Linked DNA regions of Mus musculus: all the other regions are linked to region 3. A link is a contact called in public HiChIP or PLAC-seq data. All regions are on one chromosome and are shown on one strand. Each heading gives the region's core, a stretch centred on a gene start, on an enhancer-like site or on the middle of the called end of the contact. The rest is flanking DNA. Distances are from core to core; before and after follow the strand shown. Region 1 holds the start of Gal3st4 (galactose-3-O-sulfotransferase 4). Region 2 overlaps Prkar1b (protein kinase, cAMP dependent regulatory, type I beta). Region 3 has its middle 60 kb from the start of Fam20c.

Region 1 (3,899 bases), core at 1,282-3,781, 420 kb after region 3:
CAGCCCATTGCCTCTCAAGTCTCATCTTGCTCTTGGAACTTCCCATTGCTCCTTGACACCACCCCAACTGTGCTTCCACTCCTGCCCATCCCCCTTCGAGGCCCACACATTGCCCCACTAGCCACCCTTCCACCCCTCATCCCCGCCCCACATTAATTAGCTTCATTCTTTTCTATTCACTTAAGCCTTAAGTGCCTGTCTCAAAGGTCTCCATCCTTGACTGTGGTGGGAGACACAAACATTCCTACAGAGAACACTGAGGAAACTTATTGTAAAGAACTGGGGGCAGGGAAGCTAGCTGTGCTGTCACTGGGCTGCCCCACCTCCACCCCACCCCCACCCGTGAAATTAACCAAAAAGAGAACCAAGCACATCCAACTTTTCTTAGGTTGGCTCCCAACTCCTCCTCCCTCCCCATCCCCCTTTCTCTACCTTTGTTTTCTGGCTTCTTGTCTGCTTGCCATCCCCATCGACTCTTTTTTTTTTTTTCTTCTGCTCTGTCTTTTCCAGTCTCCTTGCCTTCTCCCATCTCCTTGTCTGGTGTGTGATTATGCGTTTCCTTCCTGGTATTCCTGTCACCGCTCACAGTTGTGTGTCCTTCTCTTGCCTCTCTGAATCTCCTTTTTTTATATTAACTATACAAAGTAATAGATTTCATTTTGACATTTTCACGCATATATATGAAAATGTGCTTATGGTTTATCTCAGTTTCCATTTGAAATCTCTTGCTCTTCCTTCCTACCATCTACCTCTGATCCTCTCCATCTACACAGATGAAGATGCCAGTGGCTCTGGAGGGGGACAGCAGTATGCAGACGACTGGAAAGCTGGGGCAGTGCCTGTGGTTCCCCCAGCCAGGCCTCCAAGGCCACCTCGTCCTCCTCGAAGGGACGGTCTTGGAGTGAGAGGAGGAAGTGGCAGTGCCAGATACAACCAGGGCCGAAGCAGGAATCTGGGGTCATCTGTTGGCCTCCATACCCCACTTGTCCTCCTCCTCCTTCCCTCAGCCCTGACCCTGCTTGTACTTCGATAACGAGGGAGGGGCGCCCTAGCATCAAAAGGCTTAGTGGCTCTTTTTCTTCCACCTCCCTCAGCCAGGCATGAGGAGGAGTGGAAGGGGGCTACAGAGAGGGCAGAAAGGGACTTTGTGGGTGAATGGCTGGGGCCCCAAATCCAGGAGTTTCCAATTAATGGGGTGGGAGGTAGATGGGTTTCATAATATTTATTTTTTCATTTGGGAACTGGGGATATTTATTTAGGAAGGATGGTTCAGCTCTTTTAAATCTTTGGGCTCACTGATGGGGTGGGGGGTGGGACACGGGGTTGAAGGAACTTGAAAGTGGGGAGGAATGGTACTATTGGCATGGGGGTACCTGGTATTGAAAATGGACACATAAACTAGCTGAGAGTGATGTCACTTGCCTGTAAACCCATTATTCTTTGGGATGCTGAGGCAGGAGGATTGAGAGTTAGGGACTAATAAAGCTAGGTGCTGACAGTAGAACAGGAAGGAGGGTAGAACCTGAGTTTTGTTGCCTCTTTTAAAATCATCTGCTTCTTAAGTATGGGGCGGGGGGAGGGACCCATCTAGCGACCTTTGCCATCCACATCCATCACAAACTTCCACTTCATATTTCAGTGTTCATATCAGTGTCTATTGGTAAATAAAGAATTTATTGGACCACGTGTATGGCTCTCTGTGTGTGTATGTGTGTGTGTGTGTGTGTGTTTGCGTGCCCGCACACACTCCCAGAGACCAGAGGAGGACGTGTTTTGCTATATCTCTCTGCCTTATTCCCTGGAGAGACTGGCATTCTGGCTAAAGCGGATGCTAGGCTGGCAGCCAGAACGCTCCAGTGATCCTTTTATCCTCCCATATCACTGGAATCACAGGGAAGATGTGCTTGTGACCGAGCCCAGTGTCTTTACATGGCTATAAGGGATCTGAACTTGGGTCCGCACGCGTGTGCAACAAGTGCTTTTCCTCCAGTCTATGTTTCCCTGGGCATCTGTAACTGGCCCAATTTCTACCTGCTTCTTGCCTCTTGGAGTCTGTCACTTGGGAGCAAGCAGCTCTAAAGAACAACCCCGTATTTCCCAAGCCTGAGGTCTGAGTATCTTAATATATTAAAAAACAATTTGGAGATCAAACAAATTACATGAGGAAGTCCCTGTAAAATGTGCAGAACACCAGGCCTCCTTAGATTACACACCACTGCTCCTGCCTTCAGGGCAAGAGCTGCTCTTCTTGGCAGCCTCTCTGTCTCTCTCCCTGTCTCTTCACCTGAATAAATCTCTTGTTTTGTGGAAAGCCAAAAGAAAAAGATGTAATTGATTCCTACTTGAAAGGAGGGTAGAAGTGACATCTTTCAAAGGCAGTCTAGGCGATCTTTCCCCAGCGGACTGGTAAAGGGGCAGGGAGGGGAAGAGACCCAGAGAGACTGATCAATGCCCAAGCAAGCAAGTGGCTGCTTGGACCGGCGGGACAAAGGGAGGAGAGGGGGAGGAGTCTGGGTGCTGAGAAAAGTTTGTGGGGCAAGTTGATCCAAGGAGCCGGGCGGTGGCTGGGGAGCCTGACCTGGTTTTTTCTGACTGCTCTCCTTATGGCCTGGTGAGTGCCTAAAGAAGCTGAGGCTGGAACCGGTGGAGGGACCTTTGAATTTCTGGAAGGAGACTTGAGGGGTTCACAGAAGACCCTTAACAAAGGACTGAAGACAGATGCAGCACTCACCAAAACTTCAGAGGGAGAGCTGGGATGAGGAGCTCGAGGTGGATGGTAGGATATCGAGTTTAGCCCGGATAGAGGAGTGAGTTCTCGGCTGAATCCTAGGGGCTGTGCTCCGGGGAGGGAGTTAGGGAGGGAGCTAGGGATACTGCCAGAAGGAGGCGGACCTCTGGATAGCAAGCTTGGATTCTTTCCGTTTGGGTCAGCCTGGCTAGTTCTGGAAAGGAGGCTGTTTAAGAATGTCGGGAGGACCTTGATCTTTGATTATAGGGTGTGATCTGAAAAAAGGGAGTTATACTCCAAATTGATCAGGAAGCTTAAGGCCGGAAAAGAAGAATCAATTAATCAAAACCCCCCTCCTTTTCTGCTTGCCGCCTGTGCTGGTAACTAGGATTATGAAGTGAGATGGGGTGTATATGGGGACTCTGTAGACCCACATCTCCATCAGCCCCTTTTAGTCCTTAGGGTCTTCCATGTACTGAGCAGGTAGCAGCCTTGCCAGCAGGAACAGTGGCTCACCACGCACTCCTCTAAGTCCACCGCCCCCGTCCCTCCTGGGTTACCCAACCTGTTCCTATCTGGTCCTCCATTCCTTCCTAAAGTTTCTCCCTGTACTAGCTACAGAAGAAGGGGGGCTCTTCATTCCTATTTGTGATTGACAGAGAGACTCAGAAGGCAGCCAGGACCAGGCTTGACAGTGAGTCCAGGTTATCATCATGAGCCAACAGGTTCAATCTCATTTACTGTCTGTTTCATTTGAGATCTGGGTCCTGGCTTTATCTCCTTCCCTGTTAAATGTCCAGTGCTTAAAGGGGGGTGAGTACAATTGAAGAGCCAGGAAGTGGCAGTGGACAAACAAGGTTGGCAGCAAAAGGAAGAGATGCCAGGTTATCTACAAGGTTCCAGTATAAAGAAGGTATACACACACACACACACACACACCAGGCTACTCCCCATCCCTGCCTCAGGTCTAAGAAGAAAAGCTCCTTAGACTCCTCTCCTTCCCCCTCATTTCCCTTCTAGACGCTGACAGAGGCAAAATTCTGCTAACTCAGGGGGCAGACTCAACCAGGGCTGCAAGGAGGCCTGGGGAATGATCCCCTGATCTCCAAAAGGTGCCTTCCACGGCTGTACAGCCATCTCCAGCTCTCTCTGCCACTCATGGCTCTTGGCC
Region 2 (3,611 bases), core at 1,108-3,607, 390 kb before region 3:
GCCCTGCCCAACTACTGACTGAAACCTGCCAGATGGCATCAGTGGCCTCCAAGCAGCCACAAAGCCTGTGGGGCACTCTCTGTCTGGTCCCCTGCCGTGGTGACTCAAGATAGGCTGTATGACTATGGCATATAGCTGGCAGCACAGTGGCGCATTGACGAGCTGACCTGTGTGATGACATAAAGGCAGAACAGGACTTTGCAGACTGAGGGAAGGGACCATGGGGAGGGGGAGGAGCAAAAGAAGATAGTATGGTGGAGGGGAGAAAGACAAAATACCACATTTTCTCTCATATACAAAGTCTAAATATACATGACATGAAGGCAGAAGGGAGACTATTGGGGAGGCAAGTTGTGGGGAAGGAGGTATAGGAGAAGAGTGAACAATTATATATATATATATATATATATATATATATATATACACATATATATATACACACATACATATATATATACACACATACATACATATATACATACATATATATATATTTAAAAGTGTTAGCATGAGCCCATTGTTTTATATGCTAATTCAGAAGTTATTCACAACTAGTGCTACAAAAATGATTGAAATCAACGTAAAGATATGCATTGCCATTTAGTATGTTTCCAAACAGTTGACAGTATATGCTTTTTAAATCTAATAATTATTTATCTAGGATGGAGACATGGCTCAGCAGGTAAAGGCGTTCACTGCCAAGCCTGGTGCCTAGAGTTGGAGTCTATCCATGTGGTAAAGGGAGAGATCTGACCCCATGGGTTGTCTTCGGACCTCCACAGATGCACACACACATGCACAGATAAATAAAATCTAAAAGAAGAGATTTAAATTTCAGCATATTCTCTTTTTGTTGATTGTGGGCTAGTGCCTTAAAAAGTCTGAAAATTTTTAATCTGAGAGGTTTCTGTTACTAGGAGAACATTCTGAGATTCCTTTACAGGGAAAAATGAGCGAGAAGATCATTTTACATGAGGATGCGCTGTGTATTGGGGGCGGTGGTGGTTAGAAAGGAAGCTGTGTACAAGCCCCAGCTTTTGTGCATTTCTCTCTGTACCAGTGCATTCTCAGTGACTGGTGCAGACCTACGATTCCTGGGTTTTAAGCAGCACAGCAATGTGGTAGTTAAAATGTCAGTTTACAAGTCTGTGAATTATTTCTCTTTGTAGCTTGTAATAGGGTGTTTGAGATGGTCTCTTAAAAGCATGTGAGGGAGCATAGAGTTTAAGAAAAATAGACAAAACATGGTAGCCATGCCTGTTACTTGGAAGGGTGAGACAGGGGCATTGCTCCCAGTCAAGGACCAGTCTGAGCTACATAGCAAGACCCTGTCTCACAAAAAAAAAAAAAAAAAAAAAAAAAAAAAAAAAAAAAAGGAAAAAAAAAGAAGAAGAAGAAAGAGGGAAGAAAAGAGAGAGGGAGATAAAGAGGAAGAGGGGGAGGGAGGGAGTAAGAGGAAAAGAGGGAGAAAATTTTGTGGGTATCTGTGGGAGCAGGATTGTGGGTAACAGGTATTAATGATTGTCACCATGGGAGTCATCAGGGACCTGGATCATAGAAGACACAGATGAAGGAGGGATGGGACAGGACAGGACAGGACAGGAGGCCATGGGGGACATGGGAGCTAGCAGGCTAGTCTTGCTTCAGTGGGTTGAGTCAGGATGGTTTATAAACTGACTGACAGTTTTGCTGCTAGGGCGGTGTTGACAGAGCCTGAGGCTTGAGTCACAGCAGCCTCTAGCATAGAGATGTGGGGGAGAGGGGGCAGGCAGACAGGTTTTGGCCACACAAACCTGGATGTGCTGCTGGACACTGGAGAGAGGAGCTGGGTAGTCAGGTGTGTGGCCCCAGATGAGTGACTGGCTACACCAGGTTTCTCTCATTGTCCCAGTTGTGTGCATCCCTGGTCTCCTGTTGTGCTTCAAACCTTTGGAGACACAGAGGCACCCCGCTGAGCATGCGCTGCCCTCCAGACACACTGCCACCTCACTGCCTTGCCCTGCCTGTGCTAATGACCTCAGGGGCCAACTTTCTTCCACACCGATCCAAAGCCTTCGTTCTAATTTACTTTGCTTAGCATGATTCGGTTTTAATTACCTATGTGGTAATGGCCGCAGTCAGGGTTTTGAATCAAAGTGTCTCTCTGAGCAGTTTCCTCCCTGAGAAGTTTTGGTGGCCCGTGGTAAGCCTGTACAACAGAAGACACTTCCAAAGTGACACTTTCATGGAGATCAAGGTTTAATTGTGTGGAAATGATGGTGAGCTGGCAAAATGGCAGGCTCACTCAAGGAACGTGGCCATGCTTCCTTTTCTCTTTGCAGTAATTTTATAGCCACCATTAGCATGAGTCCACAAGGACGGTGACTCAGTGTCCTGCCTGCCACCTTGAACCACTCGCTACTGGACTGGAGGGACAAAGGTCCTCATTCCTTTGCTTCTCTGGATGGGAGACTCACACCCCACCACTGTTCTGCATTGTGGGGTGTCCAGGAAATGACGGGAATGTGCAGAGCCACACGTGCTCACCTGCCCGTCCCTGTCACTTCGTCACTGACCTGTGAGTGCTGGAAAGGTTTGTTCCAGCCTTTGGGTCACTGAAGTAGGTCCTGCCCCAGGTCAGTATAAAACAGTTCTCGCTTCAAAGAGAATAAGGCTGGGGAGATGAGTCAGTGGATAAAGTGCCTGCGGTGTATTCATAAGGACCCGAGTTTGGATCCCATGTACTGCATAAAGGCTAGGTGTGTTGATGTCTGTAACCGTGACACCGTGTGTGTGTGTGTGTGTGTGTGTGTGTGTGTGTGTGTGTAGGGGCTGCAGGAGGCAGAGTGAAATCTGTTCCAGGTTCAATGAGAGACCTTATCTCAAAGTAAGGTGGTGAGCAATTGAAGGAGACATTTGACATCGACCTCTGGCCTGCCCATGCCTGCCCATGTCACAAAAGCACATACCATGCAAACACAGACTTATTGCACACATGCCCCCCACCCCATGCACACACATTACAGGAATAATAAGTTTATCCTGAACCAAATTTGAGTGACCATGACTTGAAAATACAGATGCAAGTTGCCTTGAGCAATGTGTTCCAACATGGAAATGGTTTTGGCACATTTTCTAAGTCATACATCAGGGCTTTTTCGAGTACAGCGCTGGGAGCATCAGACATGCACGTTACAGGAACGTGATGACATTGTTAGATTTCCCTTTGGTGGAATCTGTGATCTAAATCAATACATTCCGATGGGTTTCCCTGATAGTCAGAAGGATGTGGGGTCAGATGTGGAGGTGGGCAGTTCCCTGCTGTGAAAGGAGCTGAGTAGCCCAGGATCCAGCTCTGGATCTAAGACATCTCGGCTCACCACACGCATGCATTTCTTCCTCATCAGTGAGTCTGCAGGAGTTTCAAAAATGGGTGTGGCTTTCCCCAGGGACTGTGGTTCACACTGTACCCTCTAAGGTATTCGCCAGACAGCCACTGTGCGTGGCTGGGGGCACGGAAGGAAGGCATCCTGTGTTCTCTCCATCCTTTCAGTTGTGTGGAACGGGGTGGGAAGTCATACACAGGTTCTTCTTTTTATTTTTAGTTTAGGCAGGTTGATGTTTTGCCTGCA
Region 3 (3,957 bases), core at 650-3,149:
CTGGGTTCTGAAGGTATGTCTCTGTTTCAAGCAACTCAAGAATATTTATGTGACATCAACTTCAGTTAGCCTTCTAAAACTCTTTTACCCTGTGGCAAGTTTTGTTGAGAAAGGGTATAATGTAGCTCAAAAAGACCTTGAGTTCCTGATCCTCCTGCCTCCACCTCTAAGTTCTAGGATTACTGGGGCTACAACTGTCGAATCTAGAGCCCCTGTTCTGGTATCCGAATGTTTGACTCTGCCACACCCTCTAAGGCATGACACTTCTGGGGGGTGGGTGTAAGCAGGTCATCCAACAGTGTCTTGATGTGTGTGCATATGCTGACATACCATTGCGGGGATGCTGGACTGAAGATAACCCGTGTTCTCCCTTTGCAGAGACAAGGATGCTCTCTACTTGTGGCTGTTCTTGGTTGTCAAATTTGACCGTGTCTGGAATTAACTTAAACCCAAATGGCTGGGTACACCTGTGAGGGATTTTTCTTAATTAAATCATCTGAAGTAGAAAGACCCACCTTTACACTGAATCTTTTGGGTGAGAAGATCCGACTTGAATGCGGGCCATTCCTTCTCCTGGCAGCCTGTAAAAGGGACATAGAAGAAGGAAGCTCCTGCTCTTTGCCTGCTTGCCCTCGCTCTTGCTGGAAAGTCCATCCCTTCGCTGGCGTTAGAGCCTATTTCTCCAGGATTCTGGTGACCAGCTGAGAAATCTAGCCTCATGGACTGAACAAGTACAGGAGGGCTCTTAGACTTTCCCTTAGTAGACTATCATTGTTGGACTAGGTGGCCCACAGACCGCAAGCTACCTCAATAAACTCACTTACTTCATTCATATATATATGTATATATATATGTATATATATATATATATCTCCTTGACCAGTATACTATACTATTGAATGCCAGTTAGACGGGATCTAGAATCACCTTGAAGAAAAACCTCTGGGTATGTTTATGAAGAAGTTTCTAGATTGAGTTAGTTGAGGTAAGTGAGATCTCTCTAAAAATGAAGCAGCATCCCTGGGGCCCAGGAATGCCCCGAGACTGTGTTGCTTAGGCCAGGAGAAGTTGGTCCCTTTATAGCTAGTAAGGTGAAGCCAGAGGCAAGGGGCAACTGAGCAATGTTCATCCCCAGAGATGAGAGAGTGATGGCAGTTCGAGGCAGACTCATAATGGGTATCCAGTTCTACTATGGAGAACTGGAATGGCCTCCAAAGAAGAGAATCAGTTCCAGGTTTTGGTCTAAGTTATGGGTCAGAGACACAGGTGGCAGCTCAGTTTTTCTTAAGGATCCCTGCAAATGGCCAGCTGAAGAAGGGGCATGGGTCCCATTTCTGTTGTCCACAGATTGAATAGGTTTGAATGAAGGCAGGTTTACTAGGCTGGGGATGTAGGTCAGTTGGTTGGGTGCTTGCCTAACATACACAGAACCCTGGCTTGCATCTTCAGCAGAAGACAAATCGAGTGTGGTTACTGCCAACATTCAGGAAGTGGGTACAGGAAAATCAGCAGTTCAAGGTCATCCTTCCATATATATGGAGTCAGAGGATCGTCTGAATTACAAGAGACCCTGTCTCAAAAACAAGTGGATGAGTGAATGAATGAATGGGTCAATAAGTAGGTTTATTTTCGTCCTGGCTTTGTTACAAGATTAAGAGTAGCATTTTCTGGTGTCAATATGGAGTCCCAAGATGGTGCACATGGTCAAATGGTGCAAAACACCCTGTGTGGATATGTGTGTGCATACACGAATATGCACTCCTTCTGTCTCTCTAGGTTCCTATAAAGCTAGGAGGATTCATGCCTGAGGCTCCTCCCAATGACAACATCAAATCCTACTCTACTCTCAAGGCCCCACCTCTAACCACTAAAATGGGATTAAGTTGGCTCCCAGAGAGTTGTGTCTCACAGCTGGGGGTTAATTTCACCACAGGAAGTCTGGGGGAAAATCCCTAGCCTTAGTGGATAGTCACTTTACTGGCCAATAATTCTGAGTTCTGCCCATCCCTCCTATTCCTTTTCACTGCACCATTTGAAATTTTGAAACACACATAAAAAAGCAAACAAACAGAGCAAAAAGAGACACAAACCAGGCCCACCACACAGGAAGCTCAAAACTGCTGAGTAATCACGGAGACCACAGGGGTGTTTCCAGGGAGCCGAGCAGATGGCCGTGGGTGGCTGGGTGGCTAGGGAACAACACTTCCTGCCTGCTCCACAGAGGCACCAGGTCACCTGGGGACACTGTCTGGGTGTGTCTCTCCTGGACCAGTTCAGTCTTGAAATCCATGCTTGTCCAGGATCCCAGGACTTGCAGGGTAAAGAGGGGCAGAAGGGAGGTTGGTTGTGGTTGGAAGTGACCATGACCCTCCAACAAGGCCACATGGTCAGGTGGCAGAAGGAGAGTGCCTGCCACGTTATGGAATCTACACAGTTCAATCCACACTGGAAGGCAGCTAAGGCCCTGAGTACATAGTCTTCTGTGACAGACAGCCCAGGAGTCCAAGCAGCTGTTGCCTTTGCCTGGCAGAGCTGTTACTTTCTTGGCTAACACTGGGTAGGATTTTTGTGTCTTTCACATGCCATTGAGACAGAGACTAATGCAAGCCTAGATCTAGCAACAGCCCAGGAATGAACTCCCTCCCCCCCACCTCCCTGAAGGAAAAGCTGAGCCTTTGTTTGGAGACAGTCACACCCTCACACCCTCCAGAGGAAAGAATGATGTCCCCAGACTAGGTGGAGATGCAGCAGGGAGTGGGTGAGCTCTGTCAGGGTTTAAAGGTTCAACGGGCCACACAAGCTGTTTTGGAGAATAACAAGGGGAGTTGTCCCTTCTCAGACATGAACATAGCATGAGGCTGTCATGTGACAGAGATACCACTGTGAGACTCATCAGTGACATCAGTGAAAAAACACAGGCCACAGTAGTCTCACGGGCTCCTCCAGTTGATGAGAGTATTGACGGCAATTAGTAGAGATTGATTCAATCAATGATGTGGAATTGAGACGTTGTGCAGAAATCACTTTCCTCTTACTGACTCCCAAATAGCTTTGATTGGAAAATAACATAAAGACTGTCTTAGGGTTTCCAATGCTGTGAAGAGACACCATAGCCAAGGCAAGTTTTATAAAGGAAAACATTTAATTGGGGCTGGCTTACAGTTTCAGAAGTTTAGTTCATTATCATCATGGTGGGAAGCATGGCAACATCCAGGCAGACCTGGTGCTGGAGGAGCCAAGAATTCTACATCTTGATTCAAAGGCAGCCAGGGGGGGACAGGAATTCCACACAGGGCAGAACTAGAGAGTAGAGATGCCAAAGGCCATTCCCCCAGTGACATTTCCCCCAACAAGGTCACACCTACTCCAACAAGGCCACACCTCCTAATAGTGCCACTCCCCATGGGCCAAGCATTCAAACACATGAGTCTATGGGGTGGGAGGTTTCAAATCTATTCAAACCACCACAAAGACTAAGAGTCAGGCTGATGGTGCACACCTCAGCTCTCTAAAGGTGGGGACTGGAGGATCAGGAGTTCAAAGCCATTCTTGGCTACTGTGGTGGTTTGAATATGTTTGGCCCAGGAAGTGACACTATTAGGAAGTATGGCCTTGTTGGAGTAGGTGTGGCCTTGTTGGAGGAAGTGTGTCATTGTGGGCATGGGCTTTAAAACCCTCCTCCTAGCTTCCTGGAAGCCAGTCAACTCCTAATAGCTTTCAGATGAACTCTCAGCTCCTTTTGTATCATGCCTGACTGGATGTAACTTCTGGCCTCCACATGAGCACACACAGATGATCACATCTGCACATATGCATGCATAAACACACACACACACACACACACACACACACACACACACACACTCAAAAAGGCTAGGAAGATAAGATAATGTTCTACACTGACATTTTTCGAAAACTATGTGAGAAAACACAGAAAAATAAATTTAGTTGATATTG

The links. HiChIP or PLAC-seq counts read pairs in DNA pulled down with a chosen protein or histone mark.
Region 1: a contact with region 3 is called in an H3K27ac HiChIP or PLAC-seq map of embryonic stem cells, with 3 times the contacts expected there. The contact joins the promoter of Gal3st4 here to the enhancer-like site in region 3. A contact is called at or near these places in 5 of 39 promoter capture datasets (cranial neural crest, embryonic stem cells, liver and 1 more), 11 of 115 datasets of contacts at active chromatin or transcription factors (acute myeloid leukemia, astrocytes, embryonic forebrain and 7 more) and 2 of 9 other capture datasets (adipose tissue and liver).
Region 2: a contact with region 3 is called in a FOXA1 HiChIP or PLAC-seq map of pancreatic cancer cells. The contact joins two enhancer-like sites. A contact is called at or near these places in 2 of 115 datasets of contacts at active chromatin or transcription factors (embryonic stem cells and pancreatic cancer cells).

Annotation. Positions count from the first base shown.
Region 1 is chr5:138,271,444-138,275,342 of GRCm38.p6, reverse strand. It overlaps Gal3st4 (galactose-3-O-sulfotransferase 4), which reads left to right and starts at 2,531. Exons shown (of 4, transcript NM_001347507.1): 1 at 2,531-2,611. The coding sequence starts at 2,604. Gpc2 (glypican 2 (cerebroglycan)) reads left to right here. Exons shown (of 10, transcript NM_172412.2): 10 at 774-1,683. The coding sequence ends at 1,033. It also overlaps a transcript of Stag3 not described here.
Region 2 is chr5:139,088,402-139,092,012 of GRCm38.p6, reverse strand. The region is part of intron 4 of Prkar1b (protein kinase, cAMP dependent regulatory, type I beta); the gene reads left to right. Among named protein-coding and RNA genes, the nearest start is that of Prkar1b, 40 kb to the left of the region's middle. Within about 2 kb of position 2,357, at least 7 of the 459 cell types and tissues checked have an H3K27ac peak or open chromatin away from gene starts, as enhancers often do. A contact at or near this core is called in pancreatic cancer cells, where this site is marked.
Region 3 is chr5:138,692,878-138,696,834 of GRCm38.p6, reverse strand. No RefSeq gene overlaps it. Among named protein-coding and RNA genes, the nearest start is that of Fam20c, 60 kb to the left of the region's middle. Within about 2 kb of position 1,899, at least 98 of the 459 cell types and tissues checked have an H3K27ac peak or open chromatin away from gene starts, as enhancers often do. A contact at or near this core is called in acute myeloid leukemia, embryonic stem cells and pancreatic cancer cells, where this site is marked.